Regions from separate parts of the Sus scrofa genome. Here all the other regions are linked to region 2. Evidence: chromatin contacts called from public Hi-C and HiChIP or PLAC-seq data. All regions are on one chromosome and are shown on one strand. Each heading gives the region's core, a stretch centred on a gene start, on an enhancer-like site or on the middle of the called end of the contact. The rest is flanking DNA. Distances are from core to core; before and after follow the strand shown.

Region 1 (2,700 bases), core at 2-2,501, 34 kb after region 2:
TTTTATTGAGCAAGAGAAGTGCCTTGGAAGGATTGGCCCGCTCGGGTCCCATAGTTAGGCTTAGTTTACAGCATGAAGGACTCTGATTAGATTGAAGAGGAACTTCCCTAGCAGTAAAACAATTGGGAGCCAGGAGTGTGAGTGTGAGTGTGTGTGTGTGTGTGTGTGTGTGTGTGTGTGTGTTGGAGAGCCTGGGCTGCCCCCAAAGAAGCCCACAAGGAAACAGTAGCCAACATCTAGTACCTGCCTTTTGCCTGGTCACATAATTCCACGGGAGAGGCGTTGGACCCCATGTTAAAGATAAACGCAACTGATGCTCCGCCAGTGTAAAACCATCCGTCCCGGACTCAGGGATGCAATGTCGCTGCACCCCATTCCTGCCCCCACTGCCATGTTCTCTGGCCTCTGTGGCCCGGGGACCCCGCTTCATCTCTGCTGTGGGTCAGTCTAGCGCTTGGCTCTTTCAAACGCATGCGAGTGTGAGTGAGGGTGCGAAATGGGTGGACTTGAGGGCGTGGGGTGTGTCCCAGAGAATGCTGGGGTGGGGGCTTGTGTGTGGACGAATGTGCCACGGTGCGTGCTTCCGTGACTGAGGTTTATGTGTGTGTGTGTGTGTTGGGGGGGGGGTGTCTCTGGGCGTCGGTGTGGGTTTGTTTGTAGACCTCAGCGTGTTTCAGTCTCCCTCTCCCTGCGCGGCCTGCGTGATGGGTTTGTTAGGTTCTGAGTTTCCTCCTCGTTTGTCTCAGGGCGTGCATCTTTGTAATTTGGTCTCTTGCTCAGCTTCTGGGTGTGTCTCCACGTGAGCAGCTCTGCCTGCGGCGCTGGGCGCCTGTGTCCCTGTAGCTCTGTGTCTGCTTCTGCGAGGTCCTTGAGGTGTGACCGCGTCTGCGAGGCTGTCTCAACCGCAGATGCCCGTGAGACCCCGTGCGTGCGTGCTCCTGAACGGTGCTGCCTGTGGCTGTGTCTCAGGCCCGGGACGACGGTGGGCACAACAGAATCGCTCAGGATCCGGGCGAATTCCTTTCGTACACTCTTTTTTTCCAACATCACAATGGATGCAAAACCGGCATGATGGAAACACAGCAAAATAGTTCAGACGGGATGGGTCCGTGTGCGCGGCGGCGTGACTGTGTGTGTGTGTGTGTGCACGCGCGCGTGTGCCCGTGCGCCCTCCCGCCCGCCCGCCAGGTGAGCCCGCCCCCTGCAGTCACGCTGCGCTGGGCTGAGCCGCGGTAATTTCCGAGTCGGCGGCGGCTTTGTGTGCAGCGGCCGCGGCCTCGGGGGCGGGGCTGGAGGGGAGGCTGGGGTCGCCCCCCTCTTCCTTTTATTGGGTCATTAACAGCGGCCGGGGCTGCCGCTGCGCCCCCGGCCCCCCTTTCATGTCTGCCGCGCCTCCCGCCATTATCTCCCTGCGCCGCGCGGCGTAATTCGATGCCAATCAGGTTGGGGCGCTGAGGCCAGCGGATCAAAGCCGGGGCCGCCGCGCGGGAGGGAGTCGGAGTGGGCGGGGGGGGGGGGAGCAGGCCGCCGCCCCCCTGCCCCGCGCCCCCGCTCTTCGCCCCCGCCCCGGGATCGGGGCGCCCACCGTGTGTCCCGCCCAAGAGCCCCCAGGGTCTCACCCGACCCGGGAGGCGGTTCAGAAACCCGCGTGGAGGGACGCGGTGGCCGGTGGCTCCAGGGCCCCTCGGGGGCTGGAGGCTGGAGGTGGTTTTTCTGGAGGGCCTGGCCTTGAGGCGGAACCTTGAAAGATTTGGGTCACACAAGTGGAGCTTGCAGAGAGATGGCATTTTGGGTGGAGGGACCAGCTTGGGCAGAGGCAGGGCCCAGCAGTGTTTGAGGGCTAGAGAAGAGGCTGGCAGATTGTTCTGGCTCCGCGGTGGTGCTGGGTCCCCGGGGCACGGAGCCAGGGAGGGCTCTTGAGAGGAGAAGGTCAGCATCTCCCCTGGCCTTCTGACGGTTTTTCTGGTGGTGTCTGCTGCCTGCTGGAAGGCCTGCTGACTCAGTTTTCCCCTCTGGGAAATGGGGGCCCTGTCAGCTTCCTGCATGGTGAACATGGTAGAACAAGCAAAGACAAGCACGGCTCGCACTTAGGGAGTCCTCACTGTTTGCTAGGTTTGGCCCCAATCCTGTTCCAGCCGCCAACAGCCCTGCGCAGTTGAAAGTCATTTTACAGATGAGCAGCTAGAGGCCCTGAGAGGTAAAGTGATGGGCCCAAGTTTCCACAGCCGGAGGGCCGCGATCGAGATTTAAACCAGGCTGATAGACCCAGAGCTCCCAGGAAGAGGGCCTTCCCCTGGGGCAGTCCCTGCCCGGCCCTCTCCCCTCTGCCACCCCACCAGAGCCTTGGGGGAGGGATGGGGGTAAAGGGTTTGAAGCTGCCTGTGTGGGGTGGGGATGATTCCAGAGTCGGCTGGGTGGGGAGGGAGACCAGAATCCTCCCTCCTCTGTTGCTTACAAGCCCTTGGCCTTGGCCAAGTCAAGACTGCTTGTCCCCAGTCTGTATCTTGGTCTGTAAATTGGGGTTAACAATCTTTCCCTGCTTGTCTCTGGAGTCACTGAGTCAACCCAGCAAAGGGTATTTTGAAAGTAAGATGTAATAAAAATGGGAGGTTTTCTTATTTCTTATCACCATCAGCCGAGGACTTAGGGTGGAGGCGGGGTGTCTGCCCGCCAGTCCCGGCAGAGGGTGGAAAGCCACTT
Region 2 (2,700 bases), core at 171-2,670:
TCCTGAAGGCTCAGTCTCAGTTCAGATGTCACCTCCTCAGAGAGGCCCTCCCTGACTACCCCAGCCAACACGGTTCCCTCCCCGACGTCAGTCTCACAGGACCTGTTTTAAGGGCTTCATGGCCCTTCAGACTCTCTGAGCTCATCCTGGTCACCGATTTGTTTACTCGATTCTGGTTTGTCTTCCTGAATTAGAATCTAAGCTCCATGAGGCTGTTGGCCCCCTAGTCTAAACAGCGCCGGGTACGTGCTAGGCCCGGATAAACACCTGAAAGAATGCAGTGGTTGGTGTGACCTGAATCCAGAAGCCCAGCCCTTCTCTCCCTCAGTTTCTTTTCTCTGTTGGGGCCGTCTTCTCTCAGCCTCCTAGGGAGCGCTCCGGATGAGATCAGAGGTGGCAAAGGCCTCCCTGGGGAGGGGGGGAGGGGAGGGCACGATGCCCGCCTGTGGATGAGGTCCGCGTGCGTGCAGGGGACAAGCCGAGCGGCCGAGATGTTTTTGGCTAGACCCCTGCCCCCGAGTGGTGTCCTAGCCGGGCAGGGGAGTGGGCCCAAGCCCTTCCTCCGGTGGGAAGCTCCTCCCGGCGGGGCCTCCTGTTCCCCCCTCCCCGGGGAGGCAGGTGGAGCTGCGTCCTCATCTTTGTTCCCATCTGGAGCGCGTTTGGCGCGGCGTGGCGGGGGCGGGGCTGCGCCCCCGCGGTGCCCGGAGAGACGGGCCCGCCCGCTTATCTGATCTGCGGCTAATTGAAACTCCCTGCTCGCGAAGGTCAGCTCGGTCCCCTGACAGCTGCCGAGCCGAGCGGGGCCGGATGGAAAACCCGGGCTGTGCAGGGCCCGGCGGGGCGCGGGGGGGAGGGGGCGTGGGGGGCTGCCTCTGCGGCGCAGTAGACAAAGGCTGCCCCTCCCGCCTTGTGCACGCTGCCGGGGGTCGCCAGAGGTAGCGGCCTTCGCCCTCACCCAGCGGGGCGCTGCGGCCAGGGTCACGTGGCCTAAGGCTACAGAGGCGTGGTGGTGGGGGGGCGCCCTTAATCCTTACGCGCCCGCCCACCCCGCTCCCACGCCGGGGCCCCGTCTGGGGTCTCTGGGAGAGTCACCCCCAACTTCCTGCCCCTACCCCGCCTCCACGCCCCGGCTCTGAGACTTCCTGCCTCCCCGGCTCCGGGCTGCTCAGGCTGTGGGAAGCTGGCGGGGCGGGGGCGGCCGGGTCCCCTCCCCCTGCACGCTCTACGGGGCGCTGGGGGTCCGGGAGGAAGTGTGCGCGGTGGGGGGCAAGGCCTGGCCCCGGGGCGGCCATCCGGTGGGGCAGGTGCGGCCTCAGCCCTGGGAGGGAGGGTAGGCAGGCCCGTTGCTAATGGTGCAGGGTAGGGGGTGGGGTGCGCACCGCGGGGAGTCCCGTTTCCAGGGTTCCGGGTGCGGATGTGGCTCGCGCAGGAGGTCCCGCCCGACGCGCCCCAGGCAGGCCCAGGCCCTGCAAAGCCGGCACGCGTCCCTTCACCTCCCGCGGGTTTAGGCTGAGGTGCTGGGAAGCTCCCAAGGTGTAAATGCTTCAGGCTGACCGCGCCCTTGAGCAAAGCCTTTTGGGCCTCGGCTTTCCCAGCCTGAAAAAGTAACCCCAGTGACAGCTACCATTTTTCAGAACCACGTGCCAAACGTTTAACATACTTGGTCTCAAGCCACACAACCCTTCCATTTTGTTGACAAGCAAGGTGAGACGCCGAGAGGTTGTGACTTGCCCAAAGTCACATGGTTAGGAAGTAACCCAGGCGGGACCGATCGTTCTTGACTACGGGTGGTCCCCTTTTAGCGAGAGCTCTGGAGGTGTACGCCTATATAGGTCGATCCCCCAGCGCATTCACCAGTGCAGTGAGGCCCTCGGCCGCGTCTCGCCGCACGAGTTCCCGTCTTGGAGCTGGGCACGTGTATCTGGGCGCGTTCCCGCGTGCTGGAGCCCAGGGACAGAAGCACAGCCTAGCGCACTGGTACCCAGGTGCGCGGTTCCCGGTTGGGACCCGGCAGAGTCATATGGCCTGAGCCGCGGGCTAAGTGGAGCGGGGGCGGGGAACTCGGAGTAGAGTCCACGCGGGCCGCGGCGCCTGGGAGGCCGCAATCCCGGCGCCTGCAGCCGGCGAGGCGCGGGGTGACGCGCGGGGGCCCAGCTACCGTGACCTCCTCCGCGGTTTCCATGGAGACGGTGCACTATAAATAAAAAAAAAAAAAAGGGAGAGAGAGGAGGAATTTCAAACCCGTTTTCTACGGCGCTTGGCGGGAGGGGGGAGGAAAGCTCTCTTTGAATCGAGTTTCCCATTTCACCTTCCCAGGCGGTGGGAGCGCTTCCCCCACAGCCCAGCCGGGAAATTGCCGCCCCTCACGCCGCGTGGCGCCCCCCGAGGAAGCTAATTAGCGCAGCCCGGGGAGCTGGGGACTGGGGACCCGGCCCCGGGGGGCCGGGGCCCGCCTCTTGACGGGGGGGGGGAGCGCCTACAAATTGACGCACCCCCCCACCTCCCCGCATCTCTCCAGGCGCGCACGCAGCCCGGAGCGGGCCGGGGCACAGGGCGCAGGCGGGAGGTCGCATCTGCAGCTTTGGCGCAATGAATCAGGCGCGGCCGCCGCCGCCGCCGCTGCGGAGCGCGTCTGGCATCCGGAGTCTCCCGGGATCGAAAATAATTTGGGCAAAGCGGTGGGAGGTGTGTGTGTGTATG
Region 3 (2,732 bases), core at 139-2,638, 57 kb before region 2:
GGGCACCGAGTGGTGCTCAGGATATGCGGGCCCAAATCTGTACCCACTGGGCTTTTGTTCTCTTTCAGCCGGTATCTGTCTGTCGAGCAATGCTCTGTGCTAGGCACTGTCTCAGGCTGAGTTTACACTTCGCGGTCCCGTCTCAGGGCCACAATGCAGTCGCTTTAGCTCCAGGACTCAGGGCTTGGGGTGGCGCCGGCACAGGAAACAAAATGCCCTTCCTCGGCTCGGTTTCCTCATCTGTGAAATGGGGACAGGAACCTCGGCTCCCTTTCTCCCGGAGAACTAGAGCCCACCGAGTTCGGGAAAGCGCCCTGGGAAGGGAGGAGTCCTTCAACACGCGTCTAATTCCGAGAGTGCTCGGCTAGGAGTTCCCGACCCTACGCGCCGCTGAGCCGCGGGGCGCGGCCAAACCCTCAGCACCGGTCCTTGCAGCTTGGCGGCCGGCCGAACAGAGGGGACAGAGGGGCGGCGGATTTCCTCGTCAGGTGCGTCGCCGAGCGCATGCCCTCCTCACAAAACGAGAGAGGTCCTCTTATGTATTTATTTATTTATTTTTGTAAAGTTGCGGAGAAAGAGGTGAAGACGGGGCGCGCCGGGGAGCTGAGCCAGGGCCGACCAGGTCAGGGCGCGGAGAGCTGGAGGCGCAGTGGCTGCAGCTCCAGCCTCAGAGCCTGCGGCGTCCAAGTGGCCAGGGCTGCGTCGGGAGGGAGGGAGCGTCGAGTCCGGTCCGGGTTTTGCCGGCAGCCCCCGGGCAGCGTTCAGAGCTCCTGCCCCGGCGGGCGCGCGGCGGCGGCGGCGGCGGCGGCGGCAGAGGCGGCGGAGCCTGAGCGGGGATGTAGAGGCGGCGGCACTGGCGGCAGCAGAGGCGGCGGCGGCGGCGAGAGCAGGCGCCGGAGCCGAGCGAGAAGAGCGGCAGGACCTTGTTCCCCGAAGCCGGGCCCCGCGTCCCAGCCCTGCCCAGCCCGCGCCCAGCCATGCGCGCCGCCTGCTGAGTCCGGGCGCCTCACGCTGCGCCCTCCGCCAGCCGCGCCGCGCTGCGCTCGGGGGTGATTAGTTGCTTTTTGTTGTTTTTTAATTTGGGCCGCGGGGAGGGGGAGGAGGGGCAGGTGCTGCAGGCTCCCCCCCCCTCCCCGCCTCCGGCCAGCCGCGGCGGCGTGACTCCGGCTCCGGCCCCGGGCACGGCGGGCGGCGCGGCTGGAGCGGAGCGCACCGCGGCGGCTGTGCCCAGAGAGGAGCGCAGCTCTCCGCCCCGCCCCTCCCCCTCGGCCTCGCGGCGGCGGCGGCGGCGGCGGCGGCGGTGGCGGCTTGGACGACTCTGAGAGCCGGTAGGTGTCGGGCCACGGCCCTCCCCCGACCCCCCGGAGGCCGGCCCCCTCCCCTTCCCCGCCTACCTCCCTCTCCTCCCCGGGGCCCGGTGCGCGGCCGGGGCCGGAGTTCGCTGCAAGTCGGCGGAAAGTTTGGCGGCGCGGGCTCCCCCGAAGTTCAGGTGCGGAGAGCCAGGGACGGGGAAGGAGGGGTCCGGGTTTGGGTGGGGCAGGGGGTGCCGGTGGCCTGAGCCCGGGAGCCCCGGCGGCTGGGAGCCCGAGCTCCGGGGATCGCTCGGTGGCCTCTGCTATACTCCAGCCTCCCCAAGCCGCAGTCAGCTCGGTCGCAGATCACTGAGTTCAGACAAAAAGAGGGGTTTTAGGGTCGGGGACGGCGGCTTGGGCGCCATGGATTGGGGCTGGGGCTCCTGTCCCCTCCCCAGGTCCTCGAGCCTGAGGGCTCAGGGGCGGCGGGAGCCCGGGTCCTCACCTCTCGGTGTTGGGCGGGCGCTCCGCCTGCGGGGGCGGCTGATTGGAGCTCTCCGGCGCGCACTCCCCCCACCATGCCCCATTCGCAGCCTGGTGTTTGGGGGGCGACGGTAACTGCTCTTAATGCCCTGGACCACGCGTGGCTGAGTCTCCCCCTCCACTTGAGGGGGCGGTGGCCACTTCTACATTTCCCCTCCGGCTCCTCGCCCCCGCTGCCCGCGGGGTGCCTGGCGGGCTGATCAAGTTTGACCTTCTTTTTCCGTTAAAGGATCACCCCCCACCACCGCTGCTCCCCGCGGCCTCGTTCTCCCATCCTCCCCAGCCCTGGGGAGTCTTTCAGGCTGGCTCTCGAGCCCCGCGTGGCCAAACAGCAGGCAAAGCCAGGGTGGGAGACTGGGGGTGTTCCTCTCGCTGCGGAGCTGTGGGAGGCGGGTGTCCCAGGCGCCTGCCTCGCTGCTCTGGCTCCAAATTTACCCGTGAAGTTTGGGCCCCAGCCCCCCCTCCCCTTTGCTTCCCCGGAGCGAGGGGCTGCACCGCCTCGGGAAGAATGTGTTAATTTTCTTGCCGGGGGAAGTTGTCCTCGCCCGGAATGGGCTGCTTCCCGGCGGGGAGCGCGGGGTGCGTCAGGCTTTGTTTATTTGTAGGATCAACAGAAAGTGAGTGACCCCGGTTTTTAAATGGGGGGCTGCCCCTGGGACCTGTCAGGAGAGCCGAAGCGCTCAAGGAGGGACTAGGTTCGCTTTTTGCTACCCCCCCCCCCCCGCTTTAGGAATCGGAAAAGGTGCGCGGAGTTGGGCTGGTGCCACGGGCTGCGAGGAGGCAGCCGCAGATTTGGGGGTTCTGTAGGGACCCATCCGGAAAGACTCGTGCCCTCCCCTTGTCTCCTGCGACGGGGGGGGGTGCTGAAGGGTTGGCAGCCGCACCCTCCTTGGCCCC

What was found. Hi-C and Micro-C count contacts between places; a contact is called where the count stands out from the background. HiChIP or PLAC-seq counts read pairs in DNA pulled down with a chosen protein or histone mark.
Region 1: a Hi-C map of retroperitoneal adipose tissue shows a contact between it and region 2, with 1.7 times the contacts expected there. The contact joins two enhancer-like sites. A contact is called at or near these places in 15 of 47 Hi-C or Micro-C datasets (alveolar macrophages, blood, brain and 8 more) and 1 of 2 datasets of contacts at active chromatin or transcription factors (skeletal muscle).
Region 3: a contact with region 2 is called in an H3K27ac HiChIP or PLAC-seq map of skeletal muscle. The contact joins the promoter of CXXC5 here to the enhancer-like site in region 2. A contact is called at or near these places in 8 of 47 Hi-C or Micro-C datasets (blood, brain, embryonic fibroblasts and 4 more) and 1 of 2 datasets of contacts at active chromatin or transcription factors (skeletal muscle).

What each region holds. Positions count from the first base shown.
Region 1 is chr2:141,570,595-141,573,294 of Sscrofa11.1, forward strand. The region is part of intron 5 of LOC110259504 (a long non-coding RNA gene); the gene reads left to right. Among named protein-coding and RNA genes, the nearest start is that of PSD2, 20 kb to the right of the region's middle. Within about 2 kb of position 1,252, at least 14 of the 83 cell types and tissues checked have an H3K27ac peak or open chromatin away from gene starts, as enhancers often do. A contact at or near this core is called in retroperitoneal adipose tissue, where this site is marked.
Region 2 is chr2:141,536,816-141,539,515 of Sscrofa11.1, forward strand. The region is part of intron 3 of LOC110259504 (a long non-coding RNA gene); the gene reads left to right. Among named protein-coding and RNA genes, the nearest start is that of PSD2, 54 kb to the right of the region's middle. Within about 2 kb of position 1,421, at least 46 of the 83 cell types and tissues checked have an H3K27ac peak or open chromatin away from gene starts, as enhancers often do. A contact at or near this core is called in epiblast stem cells, omental adipose tissue, retroperitoneal adipose tissue and 1 more, where this site is marked.
Region 3 is chr2:141,479,604-141,482,335 of Sscrofa11.1, forward strand. It overlaps CXXC5 (CXXC-type zinc finger protein 5), which reads left to right and starts at 1,389. Exons shown (of 5, transcript XM_021084872.1): 1 at 1,389-1,489.